Linked DNA regions of Mus musculus: region 2 is linked to region 1. The links are chromatin contacts, called in public Hi-C maps. All regions are on one chromosome and are shown on one strand. Each heading gives the region's core, a stretch centred on a gene start, on an enhancer-like site or on the middle of the called end of the contact. The rest is flanking DNA. Distances are from core to core; before and after follow the strand shown. Region 1 has its middle 25 kb from the start of Nemp2. Region 2 has its middle 21 kb from the start of Mfsd6.

Region 1 (3,435 bases), core at 300-2,799:
GTTCGAAATGGAAGCTCACCCTAGCCTCTAACATAGGAGACAGGATCAGCTGTACAGTGAAGGCCTCTGTGTGACCGTTCTGCCTGCCCCTGCCTCGGGAGGAAACATTCTACACCTGGATGCCTAGCTTCACTACAAAACACAGCTTGGAATGATGGGAACAATTAAGCTGATGGTTACTTTTGCACTTGAATGGTACTGCACTGTCAACCCCCAAGGCTCATTTTAAGTGACCTTTAAAATCAGATGTATTTATTATGCTCGTGCAATTACAGAAATGAAGTGGGAGACAGGCTGAGCCCCACCTATGAATGTACAGTATGTGGATTGTGAAAGTGACTGTAGGGAATCAGAGCGTTGTATCTTGTGTTTACAATTCTGGTTGATTTCTTTGAAAAGCTGCTGGTTTGGGAAATGCACAGTGGGTGTATTGAAATAAAAGGTAAATACCATTTTTAAATATTTCGTAAATGAAAAACACGTGACCAAACAAGAGAACATCCTCTGCTCTGTAATGAATGACACCAAATTCAATATGCCTTCGTTACAAAATGTTTACTGTGAGCGTCGATCCAACAGTGCAGTAATTTCTAGCCTTTTGAGCTGACACCTTCACGAGTTTGTGGACTTTGTGACTTTTTCTTCCTGTTCTTACAGTGCCATATGTCACTTGAAAAATATTAAAGTGAATTCCAATTAAACTTGATTTGAGAATTTTATAACCTCTCTTGAGATCCTTAGAAATACTCAGGGATGTCAAAGCTGAGGCTAGGAATCACTACCATAGTGATTTGTCCTGCTCCTCTCTGCCTGCAGGAAGTTATGCTACCCTAGAGTTCTGTGTGAACCCAACTTGGCTCGATGCTATTAACTAGACTATTCTTTTTTTTTAATTAGGTATTTTCCTTGTTTACATTTTCAATGCTATCCCAAAGGTCCCCCATACCCACCCCCCCAACCCCTTACCCACCCACTCCCCCTTTTTGGCCCTGGCGTTCCCCTGTACTGGGGCATATAAAGTTTGCAAGTCCAATGGGCCTCTCTTTGCAGTGATGGCTGACTAGGCCATCTTTTGATACATATGCAGCTAAAGACAAGAGCTCCAGGGTACTGGTTAGTTCATATTGTTGTTCCACCTATAGGGTTGCAGTTCCCTTTAGCTCCTTGGGTACTTTCTCTAGCTCCTCCATTGGGAGCCCTGTGATCCATCCATTAGCTGACTGTGATCATCCACTTCTGTATTTGCTAGGCCCCGGCATAGTCTCACAAGAGAGAGCTATATCTGGGTCCTTTTAGCAAAATTTTGCTAGTGTGTGCAATGGTGTCAGCGTTTGGAAGCTGATTATGGGATGGATCCCTGCATATGGCAATCACTAGATGGTCCATCTTTTTTGTCACAGCTCCAAATTTTGTCTCTGTAACTAGACTATTCTTAAAGCAGAGTAATAGTACATGCCAAAGGCCAGCACAGCTCAAGAGCCAGAGTCATAGGACAGTGCTACTTTATCGTCCTAGTGAGCTTGCAGTGGCAGGAAGTTGCAGTGGCAGGAAGTTGCAGTGGCAGGAAGTTGCAGTGGCAGGAAGTTGCAGTGGCAGAAAGCAGGCAGGTGGCTAGCACTCCCGGGGATTTGCAGCTTGCTCATGGGACTCCTAAGCAATATGCCTCTCGGCATATCAGTTAAGTAGAGCAGCTGCAAAAGGGGAAGTTCATCCATGGTTAGGTCATTTGTTTTTCAAAAGCCCTACCTGGTATACATAACCTTCCCCATTGAAAATATGAGGATTCTTAAGCGAATAGGGCCTAAGTTATGGGATCATGGTCAGAGCCAGGACACAGACTCAACTCTTGCTAACACCAGAGCCCTGCCTACCACCTTCCCATCCTAGTGGGAGGGAAAGCGTCCACGGTGGTACAAGACATAAATAGCCAAGCCATGAGTTCTGTGTGCCTGAAACCTATGTGTGTTTGTTTCTATTCTTGATTTCTAGACATTCTCTAAAACCTTAAATCAGCATCCCAAGCAATAGCCTTACCAATAAAACGTCCTGACAAGATTGTAGGCTACTTTTGTTGTCCCAGTATGAGTGCTATGGGCTGCTTGTGACTCTTACAGTGGATATGTACCTACTGTGTCTCTGAGGATTTCTATCTTTTTTTGTTTGGTTGGTTGGCTTTATTGTTTGTAGAACATGATTTTAGTATTTTCAACTGTTAATATTCAACAAACAGAATCATTTTAAGATATATTTTGTTGTATTTCATTTCTGATTTTATTAATTTAGATACTGTCTTTGTGCCCTCTGGTTAGTCTGGCTAAGGGTTTATCTACCTTGTTGATTTTTCTCAAAAAAACAGCTTCTGATTTTGATTCTCTGTAGAGTTGGTTTTGTTTCTACTTGGTTGATTTCAGCCCTGAGTTTGATTATTTCCTGCCATCTACTCCTCTAGGGTGTATTTGCTTCTTTTTGTTCTAGAGCTTTCAGGTGTGCTGTCAAGCTCCTGTAAGCTCTCTCCAATTTCTTTTGGGAGAACTTAGAGCTATGAGTTTTCCTCTTACAACTGCTTTCCTTGTGTCCCATAAATTTTGGTATGATGTGTCTTCATTTTCATTAAATTCTAAAAAGCGTTTCATTTTTTTTCTTTTTTTCTTCCTTGACTGAGTTATCATTGTGTAGAGCATTGTTCAGCTTCCACGTGTATGTGTGCTTTCTGTTGTTTTTATTGATATTTAAGACCAGCCTTAGTCTGTGGTGATCTGATAGTGTGCATGGAATAATTTCAATCTTCTTGTATCTGTTGAGGCCTGTTTTGTGACTGATTATATGGTCAGTTTTGGAGAAGGTACCATGAGGTGCTGAGAAGAAGGTATATTCTTTTGCTTTAGGATGAAATGTTCTATAGATATTGTTAGATCCGTTTGGTTAATAAGTTCTGTTAGTGTCTCTGTTTAGTTTCTGTTTCCCTGATCTGTCTATTCCTGAAAGTGGGGTGTTGAAGTCTCCCACTATTATTGTATGGGGTACAATGTGTGCTTTGAGCTTTAGTAAAGTTTCTTTTATGAATGTGGGTGCCCTTGCATTTGGACCATAGATATTCAGAATTGAGAGTTCTTCTTGGTTGATTTTTCATTTGACCAGTATAAAGTGTCCTTCCTTATCTTTTTTGATAACTTTTGGTTGAAAGTTGATTTTATTGGATATTAGAATGGCTACTCCAGCTTGTTTCTTGGGACCACTTGCTTAGAAAAATGTTTTCCAACCTTTTACTCTGAGGTAGTCTCTGTCTTTGTCACTGAGGTACATTTCCTGTATGCAGCAAAATGCTGGGTCCTGTTTACGTAGCCAGTCTGTTAATCAATGTCTTTCTATTGGGGAACTGAGTCCACTGATGTTAAGAGATGTTAAGGAAAAGTGATTGTTACTTCCTGTTATTTT
Region 2 (3,462 bases), core at 513-3,012, 93 kb before region 1:
CACCTGACCTTGCATAGTACCAGAGACCTTTGCCCCACACCTGCACAGGGTGCTTGTGTTGTGACAGAGCAAGCAGACTTTGGTCACTGGATACCAGACAGAATGAGAAGCCACCATGTGGCTCATGTTCTGCCCATCTCAAGGGAGACCTTTACTCATTGTTTTCCTGCTCTTTGAATGCTGGGGAAAAAATGGACTGAGCACAGGGTTCCCAGTGGAGGAGCTAGAGAAAGAACTCAAGGAGCTTGAAGGGGTTTGCAGCCCCATAGGAGGAACAACAATATGAACTAACCAGTACCCCCAGAGCTCACTGGGACTAAACCACCAACCAAGGAGTACACATGGAGGGACTCATGGCTCCAGCTGCATATATAGCAGAGTATGGCCTTGTGGAACATCAGTGAGAATAGAGGCCCTTGGTCCTGTGAAGGATCAATGCCCCACTATAGGGGAATGCCAGGACAGGGAAGCGGGAGTGGGTGGGTTAGTGAGTAGGTGGTGGGAGGATGGGATAAGGGTGTTTTCAGAGGGGAAATGAGGAAAGGAGAGAACACTTGAAATGTAAATAAAATACCTAGTACAAAATTTTAAAAAAGACAAATTTTTTAACTTACAAAATTATACTTTGATTTTCTCCTTTCTGTAATGAAGTAGAAGAGCTATACAGTATGTGTATATGCACAGATGCACATGTGTGTGTATGTATATATGTATGTGTGCTTGTGTGTGTGTTTTATCTCCTAGCTGTTTTATTCACAGTATCACAGCATCCATGATTTCAGGGGATCCTAGATGTCATGGCCACTGTGATTCAAAGCCAGCAGTTGACAAGTATATATTCATGACTAAGTATCATGGCCGGGTTTCACGGCATGCATGAAGAAGGCAATGGCACTCAGAAAAGATGTACAAGGAGGAAGGCTTACCACAGCCGGTATGATTTGTGTTATTTTCCTGTGTTGTCTAATCACTGATGCTGGAAAGGGTGACACGGAAAGAGGGAAGACAGGGCCACTTTGTTCCTCGTCTCCATGGTGCTTGCTCGCTGGTAAGCCCAAACATAGAGAAAAGTGATAGAATGTGTGGTTAGTAAGCACTGGAATAAACCCACTGGATTAGTATCCTGCACTGTTTGTTTATGGTGCTCTAGCAACAATGAAATACATAGCATGAACTGTGAAGATTGAATTAAGAAAAGCTGGGCATAATTACACGAGTCTTTAATCCCAGCTTGGGGTACAGAGGCAGGCACACCTCTGTGAATTCAAGGCCAGACTGGTTTACTTAGGAAGATCTTATCTCAAAAGAATAAAAAAAAAAAAAAAAAAGAGGGATTTTTGACGTTTTCACATATGTGTTAAACACATCTGCGTTGAAAACAGGTGTTAATGCAATATAAAGATGAGTGGCTAATATTCTTTACCCAGAATGAGGTTAAATATACTCCAAAAGAAAAGGAAATGGTTTTCCATTTGTACTTTAATGGCACCTGTCCCTGCTTTTGGAGTGATCCTCACCTCCAACCCATTTCTCCCTGTACTGTCCCCACAACGGCAATTATTTAGGTCTCAACACTCGATTTTCCACTTATGATCTTACTAGATGTTGTAATTATCTTCTAGTTCGTAGCCTGGCCCAAACCCAAGCCTCAGGGGAATTTAGGATTACTTCAACTGATAGTTCTTTTTAGATAGAGGAAACCTTGATGGTGTTTCAGGATTTACTGTAAAGCTCACACTGCCCACCAGGGGGCACTAACATTTTTTTGTGCAGGCTGATGCAGCTTAAAGACCAATTGTGGAAGTTCCTGACTCTGTTAACCACTTCCAATTGATTACTTTGTAATAACTAAGTTTTAAATGAATCACCTTCCTCAAAAGACCTCTCACTGTGTTTTAAACAAACTGCTTTCCTTAACTCATACCTTTTACTGAGTTTTAAGGTGTTTATTAAAACTCCTTTAAGATATGGAAACTATGGAGAAAAAAACAAAACAAAACAAAACAAAAAACAACATCCAGATTTGACTACTGCATAACACAGAGTTAATTTGTGGAGTTCTTTCTCCGTTGCATAAAGGAACAAGGATTTAAGCCACAGAGTAGAGGGGCCATTTGCAGGATATACTGACTAAGGACTGGAATACACAAGCAATAAAGATCTTTCACAATAAAGTCAACAGGAACAACAGAGAAGGCCAGGTGAAAAGGGCCTCTAAATCCTTGTAAAAGAAAATATTTAAATGATCAGTAAGTACATGAAAGTACTGGCTAGTTTTGTGTCAACTTGACACAGGCTGGAGTTATCACAGAGAAAGGAGCTTCAGTTGGGGAAATGCCTCCATGAGATCCAGCTGTAAGGCATTTTCTCAATTAGTGATCAAGGGGGGAGGTCCCCTTGTGGGTGGTGCCATCTCTGGGCTGGTAGTCTTGGTTCTATAAGAGAGCAGGCTGAGCAAGCCAGGGGAAGCAAGCCAGTAAGGAACATCCCTCCATGGCCTCTGCATCAGCTCCTGCTTCCTGACCTGCTTGAGTTCCAGTCCTGACTTCCTATAGTGATGAACAGCAGTATGGAAGTGTAAGCTGAATAAACCCTTTCCTCCTGAACTTGCTTCTTGGTCATGATGTTTTGTCCAGGAATAGAAATCCTGACTAAGACAGCAACCAATGTCACTAGTTATCAGAAAAGTGCACCAAACCCTCATAGAAACTAAAATTCTCTTGCAAGTCAGGTATGGTAGTCTGCACCTCTGCCCCTAGCATAGAAGAGGCAGAGGCAAAAGAATTCCTGTGAGTTCCAGCCTAACCTAGCTATAGAGTGAGTGCCAAGCCAGCCTGCCCACATAGTTTTAGGTGGAGCTTGTCTTATAGCCTAAATAAGTAAAATAAAGTTTATTTACACTCATGGTGGGAATATGGATTCGTGCAATTACTTTAGGAAAATGCTCATCAGTATTTAATAAAGTTGAATATATGCATATTCTATAACCTCTTTCTTAATACTTAACATGTGAATATATACCAAAAGATGTGTACTATTCACACCAGCCAACATCTGCAGCAGAGTGAGTAGATGCATTATGGTGTGCTGAGATGGAATGACATAGCATGGATGACTGATAATTTCAGAATGATAAATGAGAGCAACACACACAAGTACACACAGTACAAAACCTGGGGCTATAATTAAAGAGGGTTGGTTGTGAGCTGCCATGTGGGTGCTAGGACATGAACTCAGGTCCTCCAGAAGAGCAGCCAGTGCCCTTAACTTCCCAGCCATCTCTGGCTCCAGGAATGCAGGTATTCTTAGCTGAAGAAAGCAAGCAGGCCCAAGCCTGCACTACTATTCTGGTGCTAAGAATTACCACTCTTACTCCATTCAAGATTGTCAGAGTTCCCTATAGAACCAGTTCAAGATGTGGGATTATACAGCCTGGTCAGTCAGTCAGGATCTCTCCCTGTC

The links. Hi-C and Micro-C count contacts between places; a contact is called where the count stands out from the background.
Region 2: a contact with region 1 is called in a Hi-C map of CD8 T cells, with 4 times the contacts expected there. The contact joins two enhancer-like sites. A contact is called at or near these places in 13 of 39 promoter capture datasets (the 3T3-L1 cell line, 3T3-L1-derived adipocytes, the C10 cell line and 8 more), 5 of 15 datasets of contacts at CTCF or cohesin (CD8 T cells, hippocampal excitatory neurons, large pre-B cells and 2 more), 207 of 484 Hi-C or Micro-C datasets (3T3-L1-derived adipocytes, the AML12 cell line, B cells and 115 more), 19 of 115 datasets of contacts at active chromatin or transcription factors (CD4 single positive thymocytes, CD8 T cells, the HPC-7 cell line and 15 more) and 4 of 9 other capture datasets (adipose tissue, embryonic stem cells, liver and 1 more).

What each region holds. Positions count from the first base shown.
Region 1 is chr1:52,653,570-52,657,004 of GRCm38.p6, reverse strand. It overlaps a transcript of Mfsd6 not described here. Among named protein-coding and RNA genes, the nearest start is that of Nemp2, 25 kb to the right of the region's middle. Within about 2 kb of position 1,549, at least 81 of the 459 cell types and tissues checked have an H3K27ac peak or open chromatin away from gene starts, as enhancers often do. A contact at or near this core is called in CD8 T cells, the HPC-7 cell line and bone marrow-derived macrophages, where this site is marked.
Region 2 is chr1:52,746,746-52,750,207 of GRCm38.p6, reverse strand. No RefSeq gene overlaps it. Among named protein-coding and RNA genes, the nearest start is that of Mfsd6, 21 kb to the right of the region's middle. Within about 2 kb of position 1,762, at least 6 of the 459 cell types and tissues checked have an H3K27ac peak or open chromatin away from gene starts, as enhancers often do. A contact at or near this core is called in CD8 T cells, the HPC-7 cell line and bone marrow-derived macrophages, where this site is marked.